Regions from separate parts of the Pan troglodytes genome. Here region 1 is linked to region 2. Evidence: chromatin contacts called from public Hi-C data. All regions are on one chromosome and are shown on one strand. The core of a region is the stretch at or near the end of the contact, and the rest is flanking DNA. Distances in the headings are between cores, read along the strand shown.

Region 1 (4,620 bases), core at 442-2,941, 360 kb after region 2:
AAACAGCTTGCTACCTGGTTTGCAGCACCTATGACTTAACTACATGTATAAGGGTTGTGGAACTTAACATCTACATTTTCCCTCCTATGTTCTGATTTCCTGTTTCTCCACACTATTTATGTTCACCTGTTACCCAATTAGCACCCCAGTAAGCTGAACTCCCATAGTTGTTTCACCCTAGCAATTAACCCTCTCCAGCACCCCCCTCTGAAAAGAGCTCCTGATTAAAATAAACTGCTCAATTATTCTCCTAACAGGAAGCATGCCACAGTAGACCAGAAGGAGAACAATTTATTTTTTCTTAGATCTCTAAATGTGTCCAGTATTGGCTTAGAAGAAAGATTTCCCTGGAATAATCTAGAGGACTTCGTTGAGGTTTATGGTAAGGGCACAAATTTACAAAATGTCAGCACCTATCTACCAGTTTCCAAATTGTCAGCATCTCTAGTTTGAAGAAAATGCTAAGATGAAAAAGGAAATTCACTGGTTCTCCTTTTTTATTTGATAAACTGCTGACATAAATTTCTCATTAAGAACCACAGTGACGAATAGAAAAGACGTAAAGAGAAAAGTCAGGACAAAAGGAAGTTAAAGAATGGAAAATAAAAGAGATGGGAGGATATTAAATATCGAGTTACCCAACATCTTTAAAGAATAGGATGTTCTGTGTAAGCAGTATTTCTTTACGAATGAAAATAATGTGCATACTATGTATAGCTTTCCTATTATTAGAAATTTAAGATATTTAACAAAGAAACTCCAATTAATATAACTTTGCCAGAAATTTTTGAAAGAACTTCGGAATCTCAAGTGCCTGAGATATATTAATGACTATCAACAACAATTTTGCAAAGTAATAAAGGGAGGAATAACATTTAGTTGATATTATTAGTAAAATGTAAAACTTGTAGTGGGTCAGAGATGTGAAGACAACATAATTTTCCGGAAGAATACACACCTTTATGTAAAATATCGAAGTGGATCATAACCATATTTGCACATGATACGGAACTGCATATAATTGCCTACATATTTTATATGTAGATTTTAAGGCAGAAGATCACTTTTAATCTAGATTGCAATTTATTGGGGAGTTTTTTGTTTTATTTTTTTCTACCCACATATTATTCCTAAGGCAAGAATCCTCCAACCAAAAGAGAAGATGGCACATTCAACCACAAAAACCTGTGGGTGTAATTAGACTAAAGAACAATCAAGAAGGTAACTTTAATTTTATCTGAAAAGAAAATACATTAAAAGCTACAATTTTTGGTACAGGATTGCCTGCTAGGCAACTGAGGCAGAAGGTGCTACAAAGAATCTCGTTCTGAAAATGTAGTCAAACAGTCCTCGGCTTGCACTGATTTCCTAAGATCTTTCCACTGCAGAAAACTGCAGAATCCAGGCATCTTGGAAGACTGCTAGAATCTCACTTTTCTCTGCCATGAATGGAGTCACCATTTTTCAGAAGCCTTCATTAACTGAAATTCTAATCCTGCTTAAACTTGAATAAGGAAAACAAACAAACAAACAAATGAAAGACCTTCCTGCATACTGAATGTGTAAATCCTGGAAAACTGTTTACAGAGAAGGAGTAGTCAGCCAGCTCATAGCTGTGACTTTTCTGTTCCGAGGGAAAGCAGCTTGCGAGCTGCAGTGTCCAGGAGCAGAGAAAAGCACAGTCACTGATCCCTATGAAATTTTAACAATTCATTAACAGGAAAGGGCTGCATAAAGGGATGCAGGATCAGAGGCAGCTCAACAGCATCAAATTCCGAGAGAATGAAGACCGAGAAAGGGGAGATGTGGAAATTCAGACTGAGGAGAAAAGGGAAAAGAAAGAGGAGGGAGATTTGACAGAAATAGGAACAAAGACAGGAGAGACAGGAAGGCAAAAGAATAGGAGAGATTAGAGAACAAGGGAGAGGAAAGGGGAGAAAGGATTTGAATAAAATTCAAGTCTCTAATCTGGTTTTACTTTTAATCTTCCCTCTGAGGGAGGGCATGAATGTAAAATGCTTATTGTTCCACTTTATTTTTTTTTTCCTGAGTTCCCCTAACTGACCAAACCATGTGTTAAAAACAGTTTCCCTCCTGGAAGGGATTATGCCCTTTGACTTTCAAAAATCATCCCTCCCCTTCCCAGCCTCAATAAGGCTGGGTGGTGGTGTGTGCCCTGGTGTGGAGCCACTGGGGGTCTGCAGAAGGATGCAGTCTCAGAGAAGTCAGCCAGGCTGGTGGAGGGAAAGCATTGTTTCTTAAACACCCTTATCTCGGACAGTGTAGGCATATTTGTTTGTAAATATACATGTTATGTATGTGCTCATGTAAATAAATAAGTTTAAATATAATTTCCAAATGAACAACATGAGAAAAATTGTCGATTTTTGAGTGTGTCAAATAATGACTGCAAACAAGGTGTTTTGCAGCCGCCAGCAGTGGGTCCATCCCTGAAGCCACCCTGCCATCTAGTGGGGCAGTGCCCAAATGAACACCTCTTCCAGCCACAGTCGGCCTCATTTACCCTCACAGCTGGAGACAGGGAAGTGGATTCTCCTAAATGTGTTAACTTAGCAGTGCTATATACTAGAAACAAATTAATATATAATTCTTCTGTGTCTTAAGGTCATTACTGTCAAAGCATAAATTAATAGAGCTATTCCAGTTAATTCATTTTGGCGTTTGCTTCTGCATGTCTGAGCACATATGTGAAAATAGGCCTACCCTCCATGCCAACGGGGAAGAAGGAAGGAGGCCTAAAAGTAGCTTAGCCAAACAAGCAGACTCTCTGACCTAAAAGCAAGTCAAGGGCAAAGCCTTTCAAATGCTGCTGCTTTGCCCTTCTCACTTCTTGGAGCCCAGACTAACAAATCCTCAGAACAGCAAAGCTCAAAGAGGAGGGGATAGTGGATGGACTCTTGGGAGTCTAGGAGGAGGTCAGGGGGCACTGTTATCAGAAGGCAGTGTTTGGAAAAACACCTGGTTCCACTTTCTAGGGCGAAAGGGATCCTGTTACAGGAAAATAAGGGCTCCTCTTTCTGACCAGGAGGTGGCATGTCCATGCTCACCTGACCAGCCTGGTTGCAGAAGAGATTGTAAGAATGGTCCCCTGCCCTTATTCCAAAGGTGGCTGCATCTTTATCGCCACTCCCTAAATCAGTGGGTTTCCAGATCATATACAGAAGTACACAGCAATGCTCTCCCACTATGAGAAGAAACAAAACGACCCACAGCAATAGAAAGGGAAGACCAAGGCGTGTGGGGGAAGATGAAATTTTCCGCCACCTGATTTCAATTCTTTTCAGAATCCATAGGGGTAGAAGCGCTTGAAGAACAGGCTACACCCATTGCTGTTTGCCTCCTTTTGGTCTATTCCGAGATTCAGGTAAGAATCTGAAATGCCACCTTTTTCTGAAGTAAATCTCAAACAACCAGGGCTAGATGTAGATTCAAAGATCAGATCATCCTAGATTTTAATTTTCATCAGGAGTTATTGTCATGCGTATAAATTCTGTATTCTCAAACAAAAATATCTAAAAATGCCTTCAGGCTTCTGCTGCTAATAAAACAATGTTCTCTTGATGTGTGTGTGTGTGTGCACACATGAGCTTGTGTGTGTCCTGAGAGAGCTGGGGGAAAAGGGGGCGTCTTTGCATGTCTGTCCTGATAAGAATTGCTTGATAACCACCCTAGAGAAGCATTTCTGGGGTCAGAGCCATATCTTCTCCCAGCATCTCTGCAAAAATGTATTAACCAAAGCAATATACTATACTATTGATAATGCAAATGCTGTGAGAGAAAATTCTCCACCATCACTGCAGTGCCTCCTAATCTAGTTACAAAAAAGAGATTGACTCACATAAAACAAAAATAGGCAATGATGCAAAACATATCAAAACAAAATTTCTGAACCTTAACTATGCCTCTGAATCACCTGCAAGACTTCATACAAGTGCAGATCAGGCCACCGAAAATCCCAATCTCTGGGTGCAGCTTCTCTATTTTTGCAAATTCCACAGCTAATTCTGATGTGGAGTGAAGTTGAAAGCCAATGACTCAAAATTTAAAAATAAAAATAAAAAATAAAAAGATTCTTGCATGGGTGATTCTTTTGAGCAGCCAGAAATGAGAACAAGCATATAAAATGCAATTGCAGATGGCGCGGCAGGACCTTAGCCACTGTGGGTGGTTAAGGGGAGAAACCAATGAGCGAGGGGGTTAGCACAGACACAGAAAAGTGTCCTGGAGAGGGCAGAGCTTCAAGAATGGGTGGGACATACATAGAGCAAGAACATAGGAGAAGGTATTCTAGGTGAGGATATCAGCGCTTCTGCTGGAAAATATGCTGCAAATTCTAAGGATCACAGAGACCTGCCTGGTAAAATTGAATGAGTATCTTGGAGAACAGTGAGTGCAGCTCACCTCTGAGCCAGAAAATAGCCAAAGATATAGCTATCGAAATAAAAAGAAGTAAGTACCAACCAGTCTCAAACATGGTCCATGTTCTGTCTCAACAAATGTCCACATTTCCCTTTTGTCCAAGGCCTCCCTGATTGCCCCACTTCTGCATATGTTGAATCTCGAAGAAGTACATGGTTGGTTTTTCCCATTGTGCTGCTA
Region 2 (4,435 bases), core at 285-2,784:
GCCAGTTCAAGTATTCTTGTAATAGGATGAGGTTGCTTTATTTCCGCATCCGAAACCCTTTCCCTTTCAAGGCATCTCTTTTTACTCTACTTTGCTTTAGCCCCTGTTTCCTAAGTCCTATTTCGTAGCGCACCCAAGCTGCATAAATAAAACCACTTTGGAAACTCCCTTCTCAGTCATCTTGGGGACACACATGATAGGCTGGGTTGGTATAACTCAGCCTTTTATATATTTTTAACTACCTGGCATAAACCCATATTTAAATGTCACCAGTAGCAAAGCCAAGAATAAATTCACGACCGCGCCTGCATTCAAGCATGTTAGCATGCACACACGCACGTACGCCTACAGTGTTACTGAGAACAAACTTGCCAATTTGCAAATGGGACATCAGAATACATTAAGACAAAGGTGGACCTATGGTTAAAGAGAATAAATAATTGGTTTCTGTCTTGTGGCATGTTTTAGTTAAAGATAGCAATGCAATCTCCAATATATCTGGAAATTATTGAAACCTTTTTTTTTCCAGAGGCAAAAAAGATCAATACCTTTTTCTCTCAGTGGCGTAAAACATCTCAGGTTACTTTGCCCCTGTTTATTCCAGCAACTCCAAGTTCAAAGTAAACGTTAAAGTCATGAGGGTAAAATCATATTTTCAGAGTAAATGAGGACACTTTGAAATTGGCTAAAATATTTGCTTCACCAGCTTTTGAGATATCAAGCTGAAGGCCTCTGCTCTAGGGATAGAGGCAAAGGAAGAGGCGAATGATTGAATGGGGGTTTTCTGTTTTTCAAGCAGAGCAGCCAAAACTGCTAGACAAAGCCACGAGCTAAGCATCTATGAAACACGATAGAGATAATTCGTCTTATCTCTGGGAGGAACAACACAGCAATTTCTGTGTGTTTCTCTCCATAAAATGGGTTTTCAAAATTTGCTGCTTTTTCCCAGGATGTTGAAAGCAAAATATCATATTAACACCCAAAAAGATAAATGCCACTTCTATGGAAAATATTGTGAGATGTCACCAAATGTAAAAGCAAAGGCCTTCTCTCCAGCTGCTGAAATGCGCATTTGTTTTACGTCTTTCCCACTGAAATGTAACCATCCCGATAGATATTTCAGCACACTATACAGAAGTGTAGAAATGGAGAAAATAGAATGATCCTCCAATCATTATCTATAGGACATTACACTGACAAATGGTGGTATTAATGAACCTAAATGAATTTGAATCCTTTCTCCCTGCAGTTATTTTGATAATACAAGAATCTAGTAAAGTACATGGAATTAACAATTAAAGGGGGTTAAGCGGACACTTAATACTTGTTCTTTTTTGCACAATTTGGCAGTAATGCATCTGCTGTAATCAGGATTTTTATTTCTCTTTGGGAAAAAAAAGGGGGAAATGTTTATATTTTGGAAGCAAAGCCTCCAGGATTTGCAGCTCCTCGGTGCAGACCCAGCATGTACGTGTTTGCGTTTGTGTGTGTGGCTTGTGTGTGCGTTGGTGGCCCCGCCGGGCGCGGCTGGCCTGTCTGGCTTTCTCCTTTTGCAACAGCTCCACCTTTGGGCTTCTAAAGGGAAAGGTCCTTTTTTGCTAAAGGATATGAAAGAAAAGGCAACAGCCAGAAAAATGCACTCCGTACTCAACCTTTTGTTTAGTGAAACCAGACAATAAAATTATTTTCTTCATTAGAAAGAGGGACATGAAGAAGAAAGGGGAGCATGGAGAAAGAAAAGGAGGATAACAAGGAAGATAAAAGAAGGCAGACAGAGGATAGAGAAAGAAAAAAGGAGGAGGGCAAGGACGGAAAAAGGGAGAGCTTCCTTTTTTGACCAGAGGAAAATGCAGGACTCATTGAATAGTTATTTCTTGAATGCTTTTCTGCCTAGATTGCCTACTTCTGTAAAGCTCTGATAGACCTGAAGTCCAGCATCTCTGTTTCAGACTTCCTCAGCAGTGTCATTTTCCCTGTCACTTGTTGTTTATAAACTATAGTACCAGATTAATGAATGAGAATATAACAGAGGATTTGGACTTCTGTTAAGCCCATTCTCTTTAAAATAAGGACTATGTGCAATATGTGCATGTTGGTAAGGTTCTCACTATTTCTTTCTGAAAGCTCAACAGTCTTGGATTGTTTCCAGACAGATTATAGCCTCACTCCCAGAAAGCATGACCTTGGCTAACCAGGGATGGGGGAATGAACACAGAGAAACTTCTTAAATCCCACTGTCTACAAAATCCCAACCTTTAAATGTGTGAGTTTCAGTTAGGCAAGTATTCCGGGAATATAGTATGGGAGCTTAGTGGGAAGGGCTGGAGATCTAAGTAAATCTTTGTCTAGGGGAATTGGTTTGGGTCTTTCGGTATGAAAAGATCAGAAAAAAAAATGTCTGTTCCAAAATCTGTGCTTCGTAGGAATGTAGAATGTAGGTTTTTATAATCAAATCTATGAGAGTATTGAAAAAAAAAAAAGAAAAAGAAGTATCACAAGTGGAAAGGAAATGACATTCAGAAGCCTCAGATTAACTCCAAGAGTGAGACAGGTCCAGGCACTTTGCTTTGGAGCCTTTAGTTCTGACCTTCATAGTTTTAAATCTGTATTTTTTTCCTCATTATTCTGACTGCTTGCTTTTGCTTCTCTGACTATCACATTGCATAGTTCACCTAGATTCCACATCCAAAAGTGTCCTCTTCAATAAATAACTCCCCTGCTCAAAATCCTCTAAGTTCTCCCCATTGCTCACAGGATAAAATTTATATTTCTCAGCCCTAATTCCAAGGTATTTGAAGATTTACATCCAAGCCCCTCTCCCAGTAGTCCCGTACAGAGACTGTCCTTTCAAGTCAGGGTAAGCATTCAATGCCTCATCCTTAAGAACACTCAGAGCTTCCTTTTAATACTACTTCCCCTTAAGGTCCAACTGCAATTCTAAGCTTTGCAGCTGGTATCATGACAAACGCATTCATAAAAGCATCCACTCCCTCTTGTAATTCTGTGTGTTGTACGCATATATATATGTGTGTGTGTGTGTGTGTGTGTGTGTGTGTGTGTGTTGTGTATTCATTTTAGTTTCAAGGTAAAAGTATGTATATATGTATGTGTATATATCTGTGTGTTTATGTAGAGACATATCTGATTTTCTTTAACTCTTTAGCTGGGTGACAAGTTTTTTTGTTTTTTTGGTTTTTTTTTTTTTTTTTTGAGACGGAGTCTCGCTCTGTCGCCCAGGCTGGACGCCCAGGCTGGGCTCACTGCAGTGAGTGCAGTCGCGCGATCTCGGCTCACTGCAAGCTCCACCTCCCGGGTTCACGCCATTCTCCTGCCTCAGCCTCCGGAGTAGCTGAGACTACAGGAGCCGCCACCACGCCCAGCTAATTTTTTTTGTATTTTTAGTAGAGACGGGATTTCACTGTGTTAGCCAGGATGGTCTCGATCTCCTGACCTCGTGATCCACCCGCTTTGGCCTCCCAAAGTGCTAGGATTACAGGCGTGAGCCACCGCGCCCGGCTGGTGACAAGTTTTTTTGGGGGGCAAAGTTTATGCCTATTTTAGTGTCCTTATGACAGTTAGGATAGTGCTTTGTATATATGAAGCATTGGATTTAAAATATATATATTGATTGGTTGAGTTGACGGTAAAATGAATATCCCATTTATGCACCCAAATAAGGAGTTATATACTTCTAAATGATATCTTTCTGGATAGTTTGAGGAACCAATAATTAAATGAGCCTGCTGCAGAAAATTGGGCACTTTTACTTTTAAATCTTTAATATTTAGCCAGTTTTTATCCCAGGGGTAAGTAGAATCTTCATATCACCTCTTGTCTTATACCTCCCAGCTATGTTTACATGTTTTTTTATATTTAAATTATCTATAAATCTTACATAAAGTGAAACCTGAAAAAGAAGTCCACTAATTTTGGTGCATAATTTTTTTATATATCCTATTTTTTTGGGAGCAAACTAAGCTCTGAGAACTCTTGTAATTCTTAACAATCACTTGAGGCTAGGAACATATTTAATATACACCTATCTCTCCCTACTACACATAACCACATTTTATTATTTGTGAATTTGGCCAAAGAATAATGGGTACTCAAAAATCATCATTTTATATATTCTCTATTTAGAAGTATTCCATGCCTCCTTTCATACTCTAAGGAAATGTTCTTTCCTTAGCTACTGAAAAGTAAATTATTTCTTTTTTTTTAAGGCAAAATACAAACATAGACTTTATTAAATGCTGCTCAATCCCCCAATGAAGATCTTTTGTTACAAAACAGTTTTCCACACAACTGCAAGTTAAGAGATTGGAATGGTACTCTGATAACAAAAAATGTGAGAAATACTTGACCAAGTAAAAATATACAAGACCTCTATATAGTCAACCTTTTCAGAGCTCTACAGAGGAAGCCTACCTCATTT

What was found. A called contact is a pair of places that touch in the nucleus more often than the background predicts.
Region 1: a contact with region 2 is called in a Hi-C map of stem cell-derived neural progenitor cells, with 4 times the contacts expected there. The contact joins two enhancer-like sites. A contact is called at or near these places in 3 of 7 Hi-C or Micro-C datasets (induced pluripotent stem cells and stem cell-derived neural progenitor cells).

What each region holds. Positions count from the first base shown.
Region 1 is chr17:51,554,225-51,558,844 of NHGRI_mPanTro3-v2.0_pri, forward strand. No RefSeq gene overlaps it. Among named protein-coding and RNA genes, the nearest start is that of PIK3C3, 200 kb to the right of the region's middle. Within about 2 kb of position 1,692, at least 8 of the 24 cell types and tissues checked have an H3K27ac peak or open chromatin away from gene starts, as enhancers often do. A contact at or near this core is called in stem cell-derived neural progenitor cells, where this site is marked.
Region 2 is chr17:51,192,592-51,197,026 of NHGRI_mPanTro3-v2.0_pri, forward strand. No RefSeq gene overlaps it. Among named protein-coding and RNA genes, the nearest start is that of PIK3C3, 570 kb to the right of the region's middle. Within about 2 kb of position 1,535, at least 7 of the 24 cell types and tissues checked have an H3K27ac peak or open chromatin away from gene starts, as enhancers often do. A contact at or near this core is called in stem cell-derived neural progenitor cells, where this site is marked.